Linked DNA regions of Mus musculus: region 2 is linked to region 1. Evidence: chromatin contacts called from public Micro-C data. All regions are on one chromosome and are shown on one strand. The core of a region is the stretch at or near the end of the contact, and the rest is flanking DNA. Distances in the headings are between cores, read along the strand shown. Region 1 holds the start of Vdr (vitamin D (1,25-dihydroxyvitamin D3) receptor). Region 2 holds the start of Asb8 (ankyrin repeat and SOCS box-containing 8).

The links. A called contact is a pair of places that touch in the nucleus more often than the background predicts.
Region 2: a contact with region 1 is called in a Micro-C map of the HL-1 cell line, with 2.9 times the contacts expected there. The contact joins the promoter of Asb8 here to the promoter of Vdr in region 1. A contact is called at or near these places in 3 of 39 promoter capture datasets (the 3T3-L1 cell line, hippocampal neurons and liver), 1 of 484 Hi-C or Micro-C datasets (the HL-1 cell line), 2 of 115 datasets of contacts at active chromatin or transcription factors (both in embryonic stem cells) and 1 of 9 other capture datasets (adipose tissue).

The regions. Positions count from the first base shown.
Region 1 is chr15:97,906,872-97,911,888 of GRCm38.p6, forward strand. Vdr (vitamin D (1,25-dihydroxyvitamin D3) receptor) reads right to left here and starts at 1,425. Exons shown (of 10, transcript NM_009504.4): 1 at 1,364-1,425.
Region 2 is chr15:98,143,823-98,149,394 of GRCm38.p6, forward strand. Asb8 (ankyrin repeat and SOCS box-containing 8) reads right to left here and starts at 1,880. Exons shown (of 4, transcript NM_001170710.1): 1 at 1,779-1,880.

The sequences.
Region 1 (5,017 bases), core at 175-2,674:
ACCCTTAGTTTACAGAGTTGACGGTCCTGGGTCCAGACAACTGCTCTCTGCCCCTCAGAAGTCCACTCTTCCTCCCTAGCCTGGGGAGAGCATTCCTTGCATTTTCTGCTCCCTCGGCCTTCTGATTTCTCCTGCATGCCTGCCTTACGGGACAAGATGGGTACCTGACAAGGTAGAAATGGAACCAGTGCCTGGTAACTCCACAGTACTGGGATGTGCCTCTAGTTCTTAAGAATAGGAAGAGGTGAGGATTTACCACAAAGCCACTGTCTCTTCGTGGCCATCTCCTGGAATCATCCCTTGCCCATCAGCCTTTGCTGACATTCCCCCCCCCCCCACCTCCTGTGTCATGAAGAAGATGGCTTTCCTCGGGGCATCGAGGCAGACCTGAACTCTGTCCAAGGGAACATTTGCAATGCCCAGAAAATGCCTGCCCAACTGCTTGCCTAGGCTCTGGCCCCTCTTACCGCTGCTGGGCCCAGACAGGAGGCTGACTCATTCACCACAAAGAGGAGGAGGAGGAGAAGGAGGAGGAGGAAGAGGAGGAGGAGCAGAAGGAGGAGGAACAGCAGGAGGAGGAGGGTTGCTCAGACTCAGAGAGCCAAGGCTCCCAGAGCCCAGGCAGATTCAGCCTCAGGTAGGGGATAGTCATAGTGGAGACAGTGGACTTGGAGATCACACGCAGATCCTACCTAGATTCGCCTCTTGCATCCAAGTCCCTTCACTCTCCAAACAGAAACTAGTCCTTAAAACCCCTTTCTCAATTTCCACGCTCACCCTCGAGTCCCTCTGGACATCTGTGGACAGGCTCTCCTGAAAGAGAAACCTAGCACACTGGTCTCAAAGCACCGGCGGTTTTAGAAAGGCAAGCACAAAAGGAAAAAACTCCATATAAAAGATTCCACTCCACTATCACTGGTGATCACACATGGCTCCGCGAAGTAATAAACAGGCTCTACACACTCCACCTCCAGAGACCTTAGCACCATCGACAGCCAATCACTCCCTTCTTACTCCTCCACTCCAAGTCAAAGCGCCCGTCCCAGGAAAGAAACAAACGCTTCTTGTTGTCCAGCGCTGAGCACCCTCCTAGCTAAGGACTCCCACGCTGAGCCGCCTGAGCATCGCGGAGGTGGCTGTCCCCTCGCCAGCCTCGTACGAACTTCAGCTTTCTCAGACTTGGGTGCCCTCTCAGAGTCCCAACCTCATGGCACCACAGCCCGGATCTCAGTCGCCAACTTTGCTTTCCGAGTCTTGGACTCTAGCGCTTGCACCCGAACGCTGAGACCTCTAGATCCCAGACGCCTGCCCCGGGTCTAACCACTCACCCAGAACCCCCTTCCCCCTGCACCCCGATCCGCACCTGGTCTGGCGGTGGACACACAGCTCGGCGCTTCCCGTGCTTAGGGCTCGGCAGCAGCTTTTTGACAAGCAGAGACTGCTCAGCACCTGGCCCCGCCCCCGCAAGGCCCCGCCCCCGGACCGCCCTGCCCCTCAACCACGCCCACTAAGTTCAGTCCTCTGAAGCCCTGAAACTTTCTTGACTTGGAATCAACCACTGCACTGTCGCCTTGGAGGCCCTGCCTTGTGAGGGGCTCCAGGACCGCCAGCCACAGTGCAGCACAGGCGTCTGCCTTCCGTGGAACAGTATTTGATGATGTCGTGTGTGCAAATCCACGTTTCTGCCTGTGATGATCCGTGATGTAGCCACCACCCACCCCTGCCGCCGTGGTTCTACCCAATCTGCTGTAAACGCCTCCCCCAGGTGTGTCACCCGTACCTGAGTTGACCCGGGACCCCGACGCCCGCGGCGCGCTGCAGGGAGCCGTTCTCTGCGCGCGCCGGATGGGGAACCTCAGGTGAGTTTCTCCTGCAGGGCGCTCAGCCGGACTCTACTGGTTAGGATTAGCCCAAGAAAACCAGATTGGAGGTTGGAGTTGCGTCCTCTCTCCTACCTGACGTTCTTCTGCTAACTACACCGACGGAGCATGTTCCTGGCTAATTGCATCTCATTCCAGCAAGCCTTGCTGTAGCTTCTGAGGTCTCTGCCTCCCAGATCATCCCTTGCCACCGAGACCCTGGTGTGAAGGAAAGGCACAAAGTTCACCTCAAGACCTGGAACTGTGCATGGCTCCTGAGAACTCATTGTAGAAAAATTTGGATAAAGATTACTCTACTCACACGCTCCGTGCTCCGCAGTCTATAGGGGTCCCTTTTTTGAGTAGGAGATGTATGCATAAATAAACATAAGGGTGTTCTAGAATACAGATACCCCCAATGTCACTGGACAGTTGGTGACCTCCTGTAGTTAGGAAAGATAATGTTTAGGAGGCTCAGTGGGGACAGGGAGGTGGAGAACCCAGTGATTTGCACAGACCAAGCCGTGGACCAGTGGAGGATGAGAGCCCAGCCTGGCGGTTAGTGCACTTCTCATTCCTCACACAGAGGTGTTAGAGTGGAAGAAATACTGCCCCTTCCAGCTCTTGCTGACTGTCCCCAAGAAACCAACGGAGGCTAAATAGAAGAAAGAGCTTCCAGACAGTGGGGTCTGAGGGGAAGCTGTGAGGAGCTCTTTAAGAGACGGTAGTGGAAACATTCTGGGAAGGCTTCAACGTTTTCAGAAAACATGTGACACATGGTGTTTAAACTCAATGAATGAATGGAAGAGGCCTTTTGGGAGCCCTCCCAGGCTGGTGTTTATTCTAAATGAAAAAAGAAATCATTTATTCTAAATGAAAGAATCACTTTCTAGAACATCAGGGGAAAGCTGACTCTCTCAAGAAGAAAAGCACAGGAGGGAGTCTCAACAGCCAACACCTTAGGGCATTTTGAAATCCCCCCCCCCACCCCCAACCCCCCCAACCCCCCCAACCCCCCCCCCCGTGAGCCTCTGCAGGAGGCGATGGAAGATGTGCACCTACATAAGCCATACTGACCTTACTGGGAATCTTTTTCACAGCCGTGAGCTGGAAGTTCACATAGGGTAGCATGTTCTCTGGATGTTTTATTCAACCTTCATGTCAATCTTTCAAGACAGAGCAGCAAAAACTCCGCCCCCCCCCATCTTAAAACTTGGCATTTTTGCAGCTGGGCAATGACAGAACCACTTGAACCCCGTCTTCTTTATGACTGACCTCCATCATTTCACACTGCCTCTCAAAAAAAAAAAAATCCCAAGTAATTTTCACCTATTGGATCACAGTCTAGAAAAACCAACCATGTGAGGAGAGGGGCAAAGAGATAGCTTGGCCATTAAAAGCACTGTCTGCTCTTCCAGAGGACCAGGGTTCAATTCCCAATACCTACCTGGCAGCTCACAACTGTCTGTAACTCTTGTTCCAGGGGATCCAACACCCTCACACAGACATCCATTCAATCAAGTCATCAATGTACATAAAATAAAAATAAATAAATGAATAGATAGATAGATAGATAGATAGATAGATAGATAGATAGATAGATAGATAGATACATGCCCTTGGTGTTAATTAAAGAAAAAAAACAGCCAGGAAGAAGTCAGATGTGCTAGGTTTGTCAAGGTTCTAGGTGTCCTTGCTGTGTTTAACACACTCCGTGATTGGCCCAATAACCACACCCCTAGTGATGTCCTCCGAGACTCCCCCAATTCCCGGACCACCTCCTCTCACCTGGCTCTCCAGACTCTAGTCTCCTCCTTGTCTCTGTCCATCAAACCCTTTCCACCATCTCCCGGCAACAATGAGCCGCTGTAGTATATGTTCCTCTAGCCCAGGGTTTCTCACCTTCTAACAAGATACTTTGTATTTATGTTGAATAAGAATTTGTTCTACCCCCAGCTTTGTTCTCAGAAAAGTAACTTTGTAACAGTGGGAAAAGCAAGATTTCTTTCCCCCTCTCTTCTTCTAGAAAGAAGGTCATTGTCTCCTGACCTCACACATACCTGGGTAGGTCCTGGAAGGAAGGCTACATTCTCAGACTTTCTTTCCTGGAAGCCTTGAGAACAGACAACATTCTCTGGGAACTCTACTTCAGAACTAGTAGCTTTAAATTACTTTAGAGGCAGGTGGATCTATGAGTTTCAGGCCAGCCTGGTCTTAGAGTGAGTTCCAGGATGGGGAGGGATACACAGAGAAATCTTGTCTCAAAACAGAAAACAAAATTCCTCTAGATTGTTGCAGGACCCATGTGCCAGATCCTCTGTGTAAAGTATGAATTTTCTTTTTTCTTTTTCTCTCTAAATATACCATTCTCTATTGTCCTTAGAAGGGTGGTGTTGGTCACTTGGTCAGATTGTCTCTGTTCTGTATTTATCTCTGATCAGTTTTACCAGAAACTACCTAGGAATTCTGTAACTCGGCCATTTAAAAAAAAAAAAGATTTATTTATTTTATGTATGAGTACACCGTAGCTGTCTTCAGACCCACCAGAAGAGGACATCAGAGCCCATTACAGATGGTTGTGAGCCACCATGTGGTTGCTGGGAATTGAACTCAGGACCTCTGGAAGAGCAGTTGGTGCTCTTAACCACTGAACCATCTCTCCAGTCCCTAACTCAGCCATTTGTATATTAGCAAATAACCCCTGCCAGGGACATGCTCTTTGCAGGAGGGACTTCAGGGCTTGGAACCGCCTTGTGCATCCCATAAGGCAAAGCCTCGTCTCTGGTCATTTCTACTAGGCCCTGGGTGTCTATGGGTGGTGTGGGCAGATGTGGCCTGTCGTCAGCCTATGAGACCCCCTTTCCTGCATCCTGGGCAATAATGTCTCAGAGATTGGCTGGCCCTCTCTGAGTTCCTGGCCATGATGTAAGATCCCAAGCAAATCCCTTTGTCTCTGACATTCCCACAGACCCTGTGCTTATGACAGAGGGGTTTCCCTGATAAAAGAGTGGTGCCTTTTGTGCTCTCAATGGACTGCTTCCCTCTGACCATTTGCTTGTTCCCATCCTTGGTCTTTTTCCTCCTCTGTAATATTTTATTGTTATGGGCATGTGAAAAGACAGACAGCAAACAGATGCCAGAAGAAGATGCCCCGAGAG
Region 2 (5,572 bases), core at 630-3,129, 240 kb after region 1:
AGAAAAAAAGCCGGGCAGTGGGGAAAGTAAGCATAGAACCACTCTGGAATCAACACAAATCTTTAAAACTTCAAGCCAATAAAAAAATACTTCCAATTCTGGGTAATAAGCAGATTTAAAATAAAAACATTTTAATAACTGGCTAGTCAACATGCCTGAGAAATATGGCTGTGCAAATGTGTTGAAACTACGTTATGGTAGAGAATTCTAGGATGAGCGGTGAAAGAAAATAATTCAACGTATTTAGATTCAACTACAATAAAAGCTTTAACTATGGAAGATGTGTTAAATAACAGCTATTGAGGTGGTGCATCCTTATAAAAAAAAAAAAAGCACCTATCAAAAACTGGAAAGAATGCCGGGCGTGGTGGCACACGCCTTTAATCCCCAGCACTTGGAAGGCAGAGGCAGGCAGATTTCTGAGTTCGAGGCCAGCCTGGTCTACAAAGTGAGTTCCAGGACAGCTAGGGCTACACAGAGAAACCCTGTCTCGAAAAACAAACAAACAAAAAAATCAACCCCACCCCTAAGAGTAAAGGTTATGAGAAGGTTTTTAAGTAGTGCCTGGCACATGCTGGTCCTCAATATAAATTTGTTAAATCCATATTTGAATTGGCATCACAGCATCAAGCACCCAGGATCGGACTCACCAAACCCCTGGGTTAGGTAAGTTGCTGTCAGGGTGTGACTCAGAAGCAAAAGCTTTACTGTAGAATATATATATATAATTACACATGCAACTACTAAGAAGCGCAAATTTGCGATGGGTTATCCCTTTATACATTCGATAATGTAGTATAAACTCTAGTTTCTTTTTGCTAATCAGTAGCCATTAACAGCTGTCTGAAAGGTATGCGAGGCTGTGGGTATGGCTTAGAATTCGGCAAATCCTGTTTTTTTTTTCTTAAACTTTGTAACAAAGGGGACAAAAAAGCATGGGGTTGGGAGGTGGGGTGGGCGCAAAGGTATAGTCCGGGTTTCAGCAACGGTGTTGGTCAGAGGGGACAAAGCAGAAGGCTTGACCTGATGTGGTTGTGTAAGTTCCTGGTACATTAAGCAGATGGCACTAAACCCTGCACTCATTTTATGGATGTTCCTGGCTTCCAGGCTAAGAACTCTACCTTGAAGCTCCAGGTGAAACTGTGTGCCTTTCGCAAGGACAGCATCTGCTGTCAGGATAGATCAAGATAATCAACTTCCCTGTGGCCCCCGAGGCCAGCAACCCTGCAATCTGACCCCGGTGGGTCCTTCCCTCAGCTGTGACTCGTTTGCTCCATGCCCTGTTTTTTCTTCTCCCTCCTATGGAATGTACAGAAAACTTTTTTTTTTTTTTTTTAAAGCAATGCACAAATACACTCAACAGACCCTGCTCAGGGCCGGCGTCGGCCTCGCCCCCGCGGTGACCCTTGGCCTGGCCGGAGGCTCCCAATCCCAGGACGCGGACAGCTGGAGGTTCGCAGCTGCCGGGTCTGGACGGACAGACGGACGGAGAGGGGCGGGGGCCAGGGCAGCAAAGGCCAGGGCTGCTGCGTCCCTTGCGGCAGGGACCCCCGGGCGCTCACAGCAATCCGGGCGAGTCCCGGGAGTCTCAGCCTGCACCCCGGGGCGCCGACCAGCCCCCGCCCCCACCACCCGCAAAGGCCGGGAACGGTGGCCGGGTCCGGAGGCACAGAGGCCGGGCAGGCGGCTAAGGGGCGTTCACAGGCTGCGAAGCACCGACTTGGGGGTGGGGAGGGGGGCTGGCTTCAACACCGTCCCGCACTCACGGCCGCACTCACCGAACCGCGGGTCAGATCGGTCCGGGAAGCCGCTGTCAAGGCGTGACCCGGAAGCAGAAGCGGCTCGCATCAGCCCCGGGGTTTACAGCGCAAGCCGGCCGAGTGCGTGGGCGCCTGCGCGCAGGCCAGTGTGAGCGAGCCGAGTGCGCCTGCGCAGACTGTGGACGTTGGTGGGTTCTTAAAACTTTCCTAAGGAGCTGGACGCATTCCCCTGTCGCTGCTTATAGGACGTGGGCGCGATCGCTAGATCACTCCTAGCCTCTGGCCTCGTGTCCTGGTCCAATGGTGGAGGAAAATCCCGAATTTTAAGCCTATTCTTATAAGTCTGCGTCTGTGTGGACCAGGGCATCCCATTAGTCTGCCTCCCAGAGTCTATATCTGCAAACAGTCCTGGCACCACATCCCCACCGTCTTCTCTGCTTAGCATCATCCATTTCAGAGTACAAGCGTCACATAATTGACAGAGCAAGCTGCTGGTGACTGCCTCTCAATCTTGATTTGAGGAAGCCCAGCTTATTTGAACTAACTCTCTCTCTCTCTCTCTCTCTCTCTCTCTCTCTCTCTCTCTCTCTCCCTCTCTCTCTCTCAGAATTTACCCACTACATAACAAAAGCAGGTTTGCACTTGTACACAGCAGAGGGTCTAAGGATCTAGCAAGATGAAGTACTGTAACCTGGAGGGTGGCAGTCACCTCTCTTCGGAGGTTCTGGGCCAGCTGTAGTTCAATGACCCAACACAGAAGGAAGAGTACAGGGTTCGGGCATTGGCTTTGAGACTGATGTATTTCGCTCAATTTCTCCGAGTATTATCTTTCTTGAGTGTTGGTGAAAGTATAACAACGTAAAAACAGAATTCTAGGCCTTTAGGCCCAGGCTTGGGAATGTGGCCTTTGTAAAGGTATGCTAATCAAAAAAGAGAGCAACATTCCTCTACCCACCCGCTTCCTGGGTTCAAAGAGTGCTCATTCAAAGAAAGTCACCCTGGCCATTACCAGAACCTGCAATGCAAATGTGCTATTGTTAGAGGCTCTTAGAAGCTGTCTTGAGAGTTAACAATTACCAGGTATTCCTTGTGACTCTTGTAACTTTACACTTCCTTGTGACTCTTAACTGGTATCTTTGGTATCTTCCAACAACACCCTCCCCACTTCCTTAAGTTTCGGTTTCTTCCTTTAAATACCCCCTTACCCAGCTACTCAGGGCGCCACGGTCCTCTACCCCTGCGTGGTGTATGACCATGGGCCCGAGAGCGCTCTTGAATAAAAATCCTCTTGCAATTTGCAGCAAGACCCGTTTCTTGTGGGTGATTTTGGGGTGTCGCCTCTCCTGAGTCAGAACGTGGGGGAGCCCTCACATTGTGGGTCTTTCATTGGCTGTAATAATACTTAAATATCCTTCTATTTCTAGAAAATTTGATTTTAAGTAAAAAACAAAGTCTTGCTTCCCAAATGCTTTCTCACTTGCCCAATTTCAAACCGCTGTATAGCTATCGTCATGGTACTGTACTACAAAATGGAGCTTGAGAGCACTTCATTATAAAATTGCAAAGCCTACAGTGTCTGTTCTATTTTTTTTTCTTCTTCTTCCTGAAGAAAGATAAGGACAATAATGATTCTCAATTTTAAATTTTAATATTTTTATAAAAATATTCAAACATACAGAAAAATTAGAATAGTAACATGAAATCTTTATAACATTGCCTATTTGTAAAACATTGACTTCTTGTCACATTTAAAATCTAATATTTGAGCCGGGCAGTGGTGGCGCATGCCTTTAATCCCAGCACTTGGGAGGGAGAGGCAGGCAGATTTCTGAGATCGAGGCCAGCCTGGTCTACAGAGTGAGTTCCAGGACAGCCAGGGCTACACAGAGAAACCCTGTCTCAAAAACCAAAAAAATAAAATAAAATCTAATATTGTTTTTGTCCTTTTTTCTATTTTATGTTGTTCTTGGTTTTCTTCTTTTTTAGACAAACTATTCAAAAAATGTCTCTAATTCCTGTTGCACTGGGAATTTTTTTTTTTTTTTGAGAAGACAATTCTATGTCCTGATGGTTGCTCTCCTTTCCTCTACGCAATCCCCAAATTTATTGAGCAGTAAATATTAAAGCTTTTAGATTATGGGGAAAAAATCAGTATTTTCTAAATGTGTGAGTGATTGCATTTTGCTAGTGGTAATAAAATAGGCTGCCCACCCAGGTTGTCTTGAGGTGTTTGGAGACTTTGCTTGAGATTTGTCGGGACTTCTACTGAGCGTTTACTTCCTAGGGCCTCAGCTTTTCGGGGGACAGAGATGAAGTGTGGTTCCTTTTCATTAAGGATTGGAAGACAGAGGATGATCATATCAACAAGGCTTTATGTCCAAGGTGCACGGTGAAGAATAGTTCTACCCAAAACGAAACCAAGAGCACATAGACGGAGAGCTATTAGAGCTTCAAAGGGGAGACTAGTGCTGTTGACTCCCGCCTGACCTGCCGCCCAAATATTTCTTTCTTCTCAAGCAAATGAGCTTCTTTGGCACCAGAGAGTTTGAAAGGTGTTCCCTGATATTGTCAAGTCAATAACCCCGATATCATTCATGCTTTTAAGCGGGAGAGAGCTGCAGCTGCAGAGAATGAACATATCAGAATTTCCTTGGACCAAATTTGGGCCACGTAACAGGCAGGCAACACGGAGTTGCCTACCGCCTAAAAAGCAGTCTAGAGGCATGGGGGAACCAGAAGGCTGAAGTTAGGGACAGACAAAGGAAGCCTAAAATTCACAGTTTATTGTAGACCAGCACTTCCATGTCTCTCAAATTTACTTATGAGGGCTGACGGGAATCTCCAAAGAATAGTTAAAGGCCTCAAGGGGGGAAAAAATCAGCTTTTACCATCTGTTGACCTTCCAAAGAGCAGCCCTCTGCATTCCGGCATCCTGCTTCCTCCTGCTTTTACACAAGCAGATGGAAGAGCAGCAGGCTAACAGGGAGGAGAGCTTTGGTGGTGTGAGTGGAAGGAGATGTCATAATCTAGGAGAAAGCCGAAGGCTGGTGGCCACCAGCCATGGGCTCCATTGAGGGAAGGAGAGAGCAGTCTTGAATTAATACCTTAGCATGAAGATTTGAGAATATGACTAACATTTTTAGATTAGAAATATTCTAATTACTAAATTTAGACTTACTCCCCCCCCCCCAAGGAATTTTCTGTAAAAGATTGATTGTTAGAGAAAACAGTAAAGGTCTACCTACTTTTCCGTTCAGGAACCAAAGAAGATAACCTAGCCCTAGCTCCTAGGTAAAACATTTGAAAAGATGCTAAAAGCCAAAATTCACATTTTGACCACACTCCATGACCTGTGCTTTTCACATTTGAATCTCACCCCTATGTGCTCCTTGTACTGAGTTGATTCTGTCCTTTCTAGTTTGAATAGAAGCAATTTAGGAGTTTTTTTTTGGGGGGGGGGTGTTGTTTTTTCTTTGTTTGTGTTTTTCATGCTGTGTATCCCATAAGACTTTTAGGTCTTCTCCCCACATGTTAATTCCAATTGTGCCCTTTAGAAGGGCCCAGTCGATGGTGTTAACTGCCAGACAGTCTAAGTAGTGTTTCTATTTTCAGAGCAGGGCATAAACTTGAGCTGGAAACTTGATAATGCTGTCATGGTTGTGCCCACTGCTGCTAGTGGCGATCACATGGCTCGTCAGTATCCAGACCGTGTAGAGGCCATGGGAGTGAACCAGTGTACAGATCCGATGTCTTGTCCTTTAAGCCACGTGTGTTAATCCTTTTGGGAGTGAGACAAACCGTCCACCCTCTCT